2 separate regions of the Anser cygnoides genome follow, and region 1 is linked to region 2. A link is a contact called in public Hi-C data. All regions are on one chromosome and are shown on one strand. The core of a region is the stretch at or near the end of the contact, and the rest is flanking DNA. Distances in the headings are between cores, read along the strand shown. Region 1 holds the start of LOC106037726 (protein EOLA1-like). Region 2 holds the start of HMGB3 (high mobility group box 3).

Region 1 (5,991 bases), core at 2,524-5,023, 410 kb before region 2:
GTTGCACACTTGCCTGTATAGTATTTATATGAACATTTTAGCAGTGTAATATATTGTTTAAAAGTCTCGTCCTGTACAGTATAAGTATTATCTAAAAGTATTTTTTTAAAAAGCCTGTATGAATTGCCTATGCTATTCTAAGTGTCTTTCAGGTCCTAAATATACACTTGATTTTCATGTCTGTGCTAAGTACTTTGGAGATGTCTTGGTATAGTACCTCTTTCCTTCTTTTCTTTTTCAGCCACAATCATTACCTTAACTGCAAAAGCACAGGTGTTTTGCGCTTCTAAGGCAAGACTGGAAAGCTTTTGGGGGGTGGAATGGAATGTATCGCAGCTTTTAAATGATGCTTCTGAGTTAGCTATGTGAATTATTATGTAAGTATTTCAACCTTTGCACTGGCTTGGGAGTTAAGTGTTGCTTTTGTTGCTTTTCCAGGTTCATTCTTCTAGCTCCTTTTGAGCAACATGTACACCGTTCTCCCAGTAGTTTGGCAGTTTAATAAACTCTTTCTTCTTGTGTTGTGTGTGTAATTTACACCTGAAGCATTAGTTGCAGGTTTTATAGCTGGTATAAACATAGTAACTTGGTCTTCATTACTGTTTTTTTGTATGATGACTTTAGAAAATGACTGTTCAAAAGAGGAACCGGTCCATGTTGATAAAGCATTTTCTTATTTGAGAGATCTGATTTTTCTTCTACAAAGGCTGTCAGGTCACAGGGCCCTATATTCCAGTCTGCTCCCTCCATCATATGCACATGTACTTAACCCATGAATGAGAAAATCTAGTCTTTAAGTTTAAAATTATACACCATCTGCTGTAATCATATACACACATCCTATCCAGTAACAATGATAGAAGTCTGCTCTCAAGCACCGTTTTTTGAAGAGTCTTTCATGTATTTCTTCATAATGCCTCATATAACATTATGCTTGTATTTGATCACAATTTAAATCGACACACAATACCTCAACCACTATTAGAAAATTCTCATTTATTTACAGTTGTATGTATATTTAATCTACTAAAACATCAGTAATTTCCAATAATGATCATAAAAATGAGAGCTTGATTATCTTGCTTCAAAATAGCAATTCTTGCTACTTCAAACAATTCATACTGGAAGGAATACTAAGTAATTCACTGGTATTCAGGATGGTGACTTGTGAATAACCAGTTTGCATTTAGACAGGAAAAAAATACAGTGTGGGGCAACTCCTATCATTCTGAGGGGATCAGTTCATCAGGGATGTTCACCTGCCACACACCTCTAAACCCTCTGGCAGGAATTGGTTCCAGAAGCCATCTTGGATTTGAAACAACAGTTAAATATTTCTGTTCTAGATTACTAAGGACAGCTTTGTTTTCCAGCTCCAAAACCTTTTCAGGAGGTAAATTTTCTGGATATAGTGATGTCTCTCCAATGTCAACTAATCCTGTATTATAAAAGGAGAACAATTAGTTGGTGATTGAATTCCTAGAAAAAAGTTTTCCACGAGTAAACCTCCCAGAGGACATACAAAGCAGCTAGTGTACATTACCAGAAGGACACAGTACGAAGCATGCACACTAAGCAAGTGTCGATCACTGCAGAAGACAGCCTGTATGACTGAAGTTAGGCTGCTTCAAGAACAGTTGAAGCTTGCAGTAATAACACAGCAATAGATGATTCTGTTAAAAGAAGCCTGCATCTAATGAGACGGAGATGCTACCAAAAACTGCTGAGCTACATTTGGCTTGAAGTAGCTTCATTAAAGTAAAATTGTCTGCTCATATCAGGACTCTACTCTTATCAACATCTTAAAATCATTAAGCCATGTGGAAATTCTCCCTCTCTGGAACCTGTTTTACTCTCATAAAATTTACTTACCTCAATGAAAGTCACAAAAGGGAATTTCTATGCTGTTTAATGATTAAAAATTTTAAAATAAAGATCAAAGAAGCTCTTATACCCACTCCACAGTTTAGCATGCAATTTATATGAAGGCTACAAATCTACACGTTACTTAACACCTAACGATTTTCAGAACTGTAGAACTGGAACAGTTTTTTGGAACATGTAATAGCCATAATTTACTTTGCAGGAATAGCTAAAAATATTCAAATAAGAATGCAAGATAGATGGCATGAGAAAAGAACTGACACCTACAACGAAAAGTGCAAAATGAGCGCCTGATACAAACTTTGCAAGTATTCAGTGCAACAACATTATTATATTGTGCTGAAATATAATATAAAAAGCATCACTCCTAACTTTGTTACAGAAATAAAATTCTTTACTGCCCAAATAACAAGACTATTGGAGCATTTGTAGAACTGAAATAGAATTTATGTAATAATCTGACATGCAAGGCAATACAATGTCATAACTCCACTTGACTATGAGTACAGTAAAATTGTTTCAGTAAGAGTTCATAAGCTCAAAAATGAAAAAATGTGGAACTGACATTTATTATCATTAAACAAGATACTATCCAACCTTTTTCATACTATCATACTGTAAGAGTTGGCACAAATTTATTTTATTTCCTAGTTTTTTGTAGAGGTCTGAATCTATTTTAGAAAGAATAAGGGTCTTCTACAGTATTCTGGGCTGTGTGAAACATACAGTTTTTCTCTTGATGCAATTTCCACAGCCTGAGGTAACAGCAAGCAATTAAGCAGGCAGATATTTTTTTCTCTTTCACTTTTCCTATTTTGTAGCAGACTCCAAGGAGGAGGTTCTAGGGGTCAAAGATAATTTTAAGAACTCAAGGCCCTAAAAGAGGCCTGACTGAAACTTCTTATCCTAAAGGTCAGAGATACTTCAGGACACCCATTTCCAGCACACTGGAAAAGGACACATTTAATTTGCAATGTCCCTCAGGGAGCTGAGCTTACAGCAATGGGGACTTGAGGTAGACCCTGGCCACAACTCAGTCAGCGCTACCTCAAAGCAAGTGTTAAAGCAATGAGCATAGCCATGAACAGCAGGCATGTGACTGAAGCAAATACGCTAACAGATGAAATGTTTGCTTCGAAAATATAACCTAGGGTTGCTTACCTGCAATAACTCCCCTGCCAAACTTCTCCCCTTCATCCAACAAGTCTTGCACTTGCCCTGCCGTCATACCAAGCCTACTCAGAAGAATAGCTCGCCACGTTTCGTCCTCCCAGTCCTTGACGGCTATGTGGACGGCGACGGTGCGGTTCTGGTAGTGGGCGAGCACGGGCCGCCAGCGAGTCTCGATCGTTTTGACTTTGTTTAAAACCAACCCTGCGTAGGGCTGCCGGAACGAAAGGCAGCCGAGCTTCATCCTTCCCCGGACATCAGCACCTGTTGGTTCCGAGCAAACACAAGCGCCCCGCTGTCAGCCTTCGGAAACCCGCGGCCGCCCCCAGCCGAGCTCCGGGGCCAGCCGCCAGGGGGGACCCGCGGGGCCGGGGGCCCTGCCCGGGGCAACGAGGGGAGGCGGCGGCGGCCGGCGGGGAGCGGAGCCGCGGCCCTGCCCGCCCCGCTGCCGGGGCCTGACGGCTTCCACCCGCCGCGGCTCGGCCGGGGGCCTCCCGCAGGGCCGCGGCCCTCCGCGCCGCCGCCTCACGGCCATGGAGGCGCCGAGGCCTCCTCGCCCTCCTCGCCCTCCTCCTCCTTCCTACCTGTCCCCGGGGCCGGAGGGAAGCTGCCTGGCGGGGCCGCGGCAGGAAGCGGGCGGCTCTGCTCGGCTCGGCCCTGCCGCCTGTGGGCGGTGCTGCGGGGGGATCCGCGCTGCGCCCCGCCCGGCGGCTGGCTGGCGTTGACCTGGCCGCCACATGTTTAAGCGTGCGTTCCTTTCTTTTTTTTAAGATTATTTTCCTGAATTCCACAAAAAGAGCGGCTTTCTCCCAGCCGGCTCCCCTCGGGGAAGTGGGGGTAACGGTTCGAGCCCGCTGAGGGGAGAAGGAGCCCGAGGAGCCTGGCTCCCTGTTGAGGTGGCCGCTCAGGGGAGAAGGGAGCTGGCGATCCCGGCACCTCAGGAATTAACAAAACTTGTTGGTCTCTCACCTCCCTGCTTACCTTAGCTCGATTTTGACAAATTTCCCCCGAATGTTTTCATTCAGCCCCGCTTGTTCTGCCCAATCTTGTTTGCACGCTGTTGCCGGTTAAAAATGGGTGTTTTGCATCAGTGTTTTAGTGTTTCCAGTTTGAGCTGCAGTTATTGTTTAATAATCAAAGTTGTATCTTTGCTAGTTTCTCTGGGATCCCAGGTAGGCCATCCCTTGGACTAGGGAGCTGTAATATGTGAAGGCCTGGTGAACACAAGAAAAATCGGTGATTGCGCAGGAAAGGCTTAACATGGAAGAGAAGGGGCTTGAAACAGGTGTATGCCCCCACCATAAGTGTTCAGTTTGACTGAGTTAATGAACCTATATTTTACAGCTGCATACGCATCTGTTTTAACAGTTAATTTCTGTCAGAGACAAATAAAGTGACCTTCATAAGACACCTGCTAATGCTAAATGCAGATGGGCTGTGAAAAGTGCAGCAAATTAATCAGTTGAGAGCCTGTCTGAATTTCTGCACATACAGAAGATACAAAATGAACTTGTATCTGTATGTAGCTGGAGCTGTATCCAGCATTTCAGGGTTATAAATATGAGAAGTATTTGGGGAGTTCTTCCATGCACGTAGCATCTTTGAAAAAGAAAGAAGGGAGGAGAGAATATTCGCAAAAGGGAGTGAATTTGCAGTAGAAGTAAAAAGCAGGAAAACAAAGCAGGAAATCTGGGAGAGATGGAAGGGGAAAAATTGGTAAGATTTACAAAGGGGAAAGAGAATTATCACCAAGCTCACATCCTGATGTTGAATTCACATTTCAGTGACTTTCAGAGCTTTATTAAAGTATATCTTAAACTGTGAGAAATCTCAAAATAATTTTATGAATTGCAGAACCTCAAAGGAAGAGAAGAGAAATCTGCTAGAATTCCACTGAAAGCAAGATGGGCTGTTCCTTTACTTAAGAGAGGCAGAGGAACTTCATACAGCAAAAAGTAAGATTAAAAGGATGTTTTTGTCCATGTCTGTCACTATATGAATAACAGATATTTCCAGTAAAGTTTTTCCTGTTACTGTATTATTCTTTAAGTGCGCTGGAAAGCAAGGTTAGATGATTCTCTTCTGATTATAAGCCCATCAGGTAGTTTTTATGATGGCTGGTTTTGGTGAACAGTTCAAATAGACCTTCAGTGATTGCTTTGTATTCTGAACCGTTTTATGGCCGATAGAGTTTAACTGTTGAGACCTCATTTTTCTTATTACCATTTTATGAAGTTCCTACTGTTCTCATAATCCTTTTTTTTTTTCTGGATATTTCTAACACCGTGTTCAAAATGTTCCAGATGGAGTCATTCTAGTCTTTTATCTAATGCTATAATGACAAAAGAAAGTAATAGATGACATGAATTTAAGGTCATTGTAGTTTTTACAGGATTATTATTTTAAATGTCTTTTAGCTTTGAGCTATTTCCATCTCACTAGATGTGCATGGTTAGTTGAGGAACTTGTTGAATCTGTTTAGAGTTGCAAGTATGTAATGAGCTTTCGTGCTTTTTCTTGTATTTGCTTTTGGTATTTTTCCATGACATAATTGGTTTCTGAGTTTATCTAGTTTATTCGCATAGTTTTGGCTAATGTGGCTTTTTCACACGCTAACACCAATCCTGAATTATCTAATTTTGGCATAGTATTTGATATGATAAACTCAACAACAGGAAATTCTACAGGTTTGGTTCTACATTTCTGTAAAGTATACTTCATTCATGTGTCCCTAAATTTGCTTTCCTTAGGGTATCCCTTATTTTAATTTTATGGTAGAATAAAGACTGCAAAATTCTCTTTGCAGAAAGTGTTACTGCTTTCTGGGGAGCTAAAACAATGTCTAGTACATCATTTATAAGGACTCAGGTCTGATCTCATCTAGATAGGCAAGCATTGCTGCGCTTCCTGTCAAATTTGCTTAGTAGCTGATTTTAC
Region 2 (5,579 bases), core at 960-3,459:
TAAACAGGGAGGGCTCAATTTGGGGTTTTGTTTATTTTTTGTTAGGTTAGTGAGCTGCACTGGCTCCCACAGGACTCAGGGGAAGGCCGGAGCCAGGTGGCAGGAGGAATTGGGATTGCATGGCCTGGAAGAAGTTGCAGCAAAAGGTTGAATTTGCTCAGCCAACTTTCTAGGCTGTTTTCCTGGTGCAGCACAGGAAAGTGCTTAGACACGGGTGGCCAGGTGCGATGCACGGGGCAGAGGGCACTGGGGGAGGATTTGTTTCAGCAGTGGCGATTCGGGAGGTGAGTACAAGCATTCCCTGGGGTGTTATGTTCACCCGTTTGTTACTCAGCCCTCCGCTGCTTTCAAAACCATGCTGGGACAAAACCTTAAACCCAGCTGTCTCTCAGCTACCAAAATATCTCCTTTGCCCCTTGACCAGCTGTCAAAACTTTCTCAGCCTTCCTAGAACAAGCATCTTAGGGAATGTTTCTCCTGGCTTATGAGAAATAGGAGGGATGCTCGGGAGATGACTACCAGGACTGCACATTTGATGCCAGGTGCCGGTCCTGAGCAAGCTCAACAGTCTGTCCATCTGGGCTGCTCCCAGCTTGGTGTGCTCTTTAGGACGAGATCATAGTTTGAGGAAGAAAGTGTTCCAGAGCAAGAATTTGCACAGCTCCAGAGCCAAAGAAAAAAAAAAAAAAACAAAAACAAACAAAAAAAAAACTTAATTATTCAACTAGTTTGAAACACTTTAAAGTATACCTAAAAATAGGTGAGAGTGATGTTTGTCAGCTACAAAGAGATTATCCTGCAGTAGCGTTGCTTGTCTTATTTTATGATGATGCTACAGAATACAGTCCCTCAGGTAGCCTCATTAATGTTTATGAATGAGCCCCTTGTTTTAAGCTTTTGGTTTTAGAACGTGGAAATAGGGCGCGAGGCTAGTAAGACTGGTTTTACCATCCATGCTTTGGAAAGCCCAAGGACACGTGCGTGAGGTCTCAGTGAACCTCGGGCAGTTCTGCGTAGGGATGACAATTGGATTTGGGCGTTTGCTAGATGGGCTGGGAAGGTGCACCCCGAGGGAGAAATGCAGGGAGGACTTGGGCTAAAATCCTCCGTGAAATTCTGCGCCTTTCCCAGTGGATCTGTCAGCGGGAGGCTGGCACTCCTCTGTGTCTCATCAGGCAGTTTGTGTCGGTCTCTTCCAGCAAAGGCAACCTGTGGCCATGTTGTTAGAGCCATAAGCACTTAGCCGGGGCAGTGCCTGGCGAACCTTGCTGCCTGGCAGCACCTCAGCCCAGGGCGGAGGCTTCTTTGCGCTATCTGTTCCCTAAAGAGGGCAACTGTTTCTTCTGGCTATCTTAAAGGAGGGTGGCAGTTGCGCCCAGCCCATAACAGTATGCAGTGGTTTCTGAGTCTTACCGCTCCAGCCTTAAAATAACAGCTCTCTTTTTCCGAGCCAACCAACAATTGTGGTCAGCCACTAATACCAGTTCAGCCGTTCGGCAGCTACCCTATGGGAAGCAGCTCTTTCAAGGGAGCCGAAGGAGACCTCGGCCCTCGGCCCCAGAGCTGGGCTCGTTTCAGCCCAAGTGCGTGTGTGGAGATTTCCTTGCACGCAGCCAGCCTCTGTAACAGCCACCAAATCCTCGAAAGCTAATATCAACCAGATTGTGGAAGTGGGTTGGAAATAATAACTCCAGCTAGTCGCGGCGGTGTTTTTACTTGCTGAACGAGCGGGTGAAGCCCCGCAGCTCTTTTCCATCGCGTGTACCGCCTGTCATCGGGCTTTATTTTGGACTCGGCTCCTTTGCCGTTCCGCACAGCGGTGGCCGGCCCTGCGAACAGCCCCACTGACAGCGGAACCGGGCCCTGGCGGCTCCGGGGCAGGAACCGCACACACCAGCGGCTGCCGGGGGGCTTCCCGCGACCTCCAGGGGGGCCGCAGCATCCCTCCTCCCTGCGGGGCTCCGCGCTGCGGATCCCCCTCCAAAACCCTCCCCGGAACCGCCGACCCCCTGCCGCGGGGGGGTCTCCGCGCTCGGCCCCACGTGGCGGGATAAGGACCCGGGCGCGCCCCCGCACGCGCCCCCCGCGCCAAACTTTTCCCGGGGGCGCGCCGCCGCCTCGCCCCGTTCACCCCCGGCGGGCGCTCAGTTTTGAATGAACGGCCTCGGCGGCGGCGGCCAATGGGCGCGGGGCGGCGCTTAATATTCATGAGGCGGCGGGCCAATGAGCGGGCGAGGAGGTTGTTTTAAACGGCGGAGCCCCGCAGCCAATCAGGCCGCTCTCGTAGGCAGCCAACGCGAGGCTGAGCCGCGCCGCGCCGAGCCCCGCGCCGTGCCCTGCGCTCCAGCTCCCGGCCACACTGCCGCGAACAATACAGGTACGTGCGGCCCCGCCGCAACTTTTCGGGGGGCGGCTGCCCCCTGCCCTGCCCCGCCGCCGCCCCGCCCTGCCCCGCCGCCTTCCCTCGCCTCCTTCTTTTCCCCTGGCACCCTGGTTTTTTTTATTTTTTTCCCCTTCCTTTCCTTCCTTCTCCCGATTTCTTTAAAAATAATAATAATAATAATAATAATTTTTTTTTTCCCCCGAAAAAAAGTTTCTTTCCCACCCACCCCTCCCGACGCCGCACGGGGAGAGGAGCGCGCGGGTCGATGCAGCGGGCAGCCGGCGGGGTTACGGGGGAGCCGCGGGGCGCAGCGTTTGCCCCCCGTCCTCCGCCCCTGCCCCCCGGGGGGTCGCCCCCCGGCGCCGCCTGCCCCCGGTGCAGCCCCGTTTCCCCGCGCCGTGCCGCCGGGAGTAACATGGCTGGTGCGGTAACTACACCGGGACTAACTCCTCTTCTCCCCCGCATGGGCAGGGATTTTTCGCCGCCGCCGCCCGGCAAAACGCGCGGCGCCCTCGGCTTTTATTTGCCCCCCTTTCCCCCCGGGTGGGGATGGCCGGGGCTGGTGGCGGGGGGAAAGTTGCCGGCCGTGCGCAATGCCGTGCCTGCTGTTTATTCTGCATTAATATGGCTGTCGCTTTAGCATCTGACAGGGATAAACCCTGCGCGCTGCGCCCGTGTGTCCCGGCGAAACAGTTTTTTTTTCGGCCCCGCCGCCTCCCGGCTCCCCCCGTGGCTTCGCCTCCGCCCCCGCCGCCCTTCCCCTGCCCGGCCCGGGCCTTTTTGCGGGGCTGAGCCCCCGGCCGAGCCCCGCATCGCCTCTTCCCCGCGCCGCGCCGCCCGTGCTGTGGGCATTAACATGGCTGGCGCTGGAGAGCCCGGCGAAGGGAAGAAAGACGTGTAAGCAGCGCAGCGATGGGGAGGGGGGTCGCGGCGGGGGAAATCTCCCCCCCGGCGCCCCGCCGGGGGCTCAAACCTTTCGCTTTCGCCCCGGTTCCTCTCTCCCCACCTCGCCGTGCCCTTCTCCGGCCCCGGGGGGGGCTCGGGGGGCCTTTTCGCACTTTTTTTCCTGGCGGCGCGGAGGAGCGTAGCCGCGGCTATAATGGCTGCACGGGAGCCTTTGTTACAGAGTATTGCGCTAGGCAGGCTCCGGGAGGGGGGGGGGGGGGGGGGGGGGGGGGGGGGGGGAAGCGCCTCCAACCCGCTCCCCGGCCCCAGCCCCGGCCCCGCAGCCCCCGCAGCCCCGGGGGGGCGGCAGCGGGGGGGTCCCCGCTCGGCGGGGGCGGCGTTTTGGCGGGGGCCGGGGGCGGCGGCGGGCGCGGGGGGCGAGCGCGGCGGAGGAGGGGGGTGCGCGGCTTTGTTCGGCGGCGGCGGCGCCGGGAGAAGCCATCTTAGCGAGCGGCGCCGGCCCTGGGCGCCGAGCGCGGCCGCCGCCGAAGCCGCTCCCCCGGTGGCAGCGGGACCCGACGGCGGAGGGGTCCCCACGGCCGCCCCCCGGCCGCCGCCCGGCCCCCCGCCGCCCCCAGCCCGCCGGCCCGCCGCATTTCAGGGGCACTTTCTTTCATCGGGAGGCGCTTCACAAAATGGAAGATGAATTATTAGGGGACGGCCGCCCCGCCGCTAAGCGGGGCCCCCCCCACCCCGGCCCCCGGCCCCCTCCGCCCGCAGGTGCCCGCGCCCCGCTCCGGCCGCCGGCGGTGACCTTGGCCGGGGGGGGGGGGGTTGGGGGTGGGGGGGGCGAGAAGATGGCGGGAGGGGAGGCCGGGGCGACCGCGGGCCCGCTCGCGCCAAACTTTGCTCGCCCGAGCCCCCTCGCCCGGCTCCCGGCCGCGCACGGCGTGGGTCGGCGCTGGAGCGCCCGCGTCGGGCTGGGAGCGCTGCGAGCGGGGAGCGCCGCGGTGCCAGGGCGCTGCTCGGGGGCTGCTGCGCTCCGCTTGGCTTTCCTGCCTCTCCGGGGGGGGAAAAGTTGGTGGGGAGGACACGGCCCGAAAGTTGGCGTCTTCCTCGCGGCGAGTGGCCGGTCACGTCTTCCTTCGCGCTGCCCACTGCGGCGCCAGGCGTGGAGCTTGGTGGAGCTTGGTGTCACTTGGTGGTGTCACTTGGTGGAGCAAGACCAAGCGTGGCTCTCCAGTCAGAGCCCCGCAGGTCCCATTGTGTTTCAAACTGGACGGTCTTCGCCCAACTCCTTATCTGTCGAGGTTATTGCACTTATGCAGGAGGAATAACCCTTCCTACCTGGGCAGCAGCTGCTAACGCGGGAACTCCCCTGCTAAAGGGACGAGTCGCAGGCCAGCACTATGTGCACTGCTCAAGCCCCAGTGTGGTAGCCAACTAAAATATTTTATATTAGTTCATATATAATGCTTGCTGGGCAGGAGTATGTGTATTTAATAGCCCGTCTTTGGACATGATGTAAATATATTTATGTAAAACTTAAATCCGATGACCAATTTCGCTTGGCATAGCCCTCAATCCAAGTCATAAGGAAAAATAATTTAAGCCCCATGTGGGGGACAGCAAGAAGTGTTGGGGGGACAGGAAGGAGACATAACTGATAGGAGTGTAACTGATACGCTGTTGCTTGTGTGTGTATATACAAACATTTGCACGTTATACACACACACATTCACATGTATATATGTTCACTTGTTACTTTCTTCCCGTCTTCCTTACAGAGTCAAGATGGCTAAAGGTGACCCGAAGAAGCCCAAGGGCAAGATGTCTGCCTATGCCTTCTTTGTGCAGACGTGCCGTGAGGAACACAAGAAAAAGAACCCAGAGGTTCCAGTCAACTTTGCAGAGTTTTCCAAGAAGTGCTCAGAGAGGTGGAAGGTACCTTAATTTGTGACTTCTTGAAGTGCCAACTTCTTGTGGTGTCTGCTAGCATGGCATACATACGTTTGAACACTGAGGACTCCTGTGATGTTTCAGTACGAGTACTGTGGCCACTGATGTGATGCTGCTGGCTCCTGTAAGAATTGTGGAGGCTTCAGCCCATGGCATTTGCCCATTTAAGCGCTTCCAGTACAGCCTGGGCTTTCTTCCTTTTCCCAAGCAGTGCTCTTAAACGGTCACCTCACTTGAGACCCATGTCCTCAAGGGGGACTGTGGCTGTACAAGTGTCATTCCAGCCATTGCCCTCTTGCTCAGTGTGCCAGCTGTGGCCGCTGTCCCCAGTACAGGACCTTCGTCCCCATGT

The links. A called contact is a pair of places that touch in the nucleus more often than the background predicts.
Region 1: a contact with region 2 is called in a Hi-C map of granulosa cells, with 2.1 times the contacts expected there. The contact joins the promoter of LOC106037726 here to the promoter of HMGB3 in region 2. A contact is called at or near these places in 2 of 7 Hi-C or Micro-C datasets (granulosa cells and liver).

Annotation. Positions count from the first base shown.
Region 1 is chr13:8,746,562-8,752,552 of Taihu_goose_T2T_genome, reverse strand. It overlaps LOC106037726 (protein EOLA1-like), which reads right to left and starts at 3,773. Exons shown (of 3, transcript XM_048080230.2): 1 at 3,639-3,773; 2 at 3,046-3,318; 3 at 977-1,438. The coding sequence starts at 3,298. The coding sequence ends at 1,224. It overlaps MAMLD1 (mastermind like domain containing 1), which reads left to right and starts at 3,663. Exons shown (of 6, transcript XM_067004997.1): 1 at 3,663-3,801; 2 at 4,909-5,009. It overlaps TMEM185A (transmembrane protein 185A), which reads left to right. Exons shown (of 7, transcript XM_048080206.2): 7 at 1-519.
Region 2 is chr13:8,337,627-8,343,205 of Taihu_goose_T2T_genome, reverse strand. HMGB3 (high mobility group box 3) reads left to right here and starts at 2,209. Exons shown (of 6, transcript XM_048075252.2): 1 at 2,209-2,310; 2 at 2,313-2,377; 3 at 5,056-5,212. The coding sequence starts at 2,224.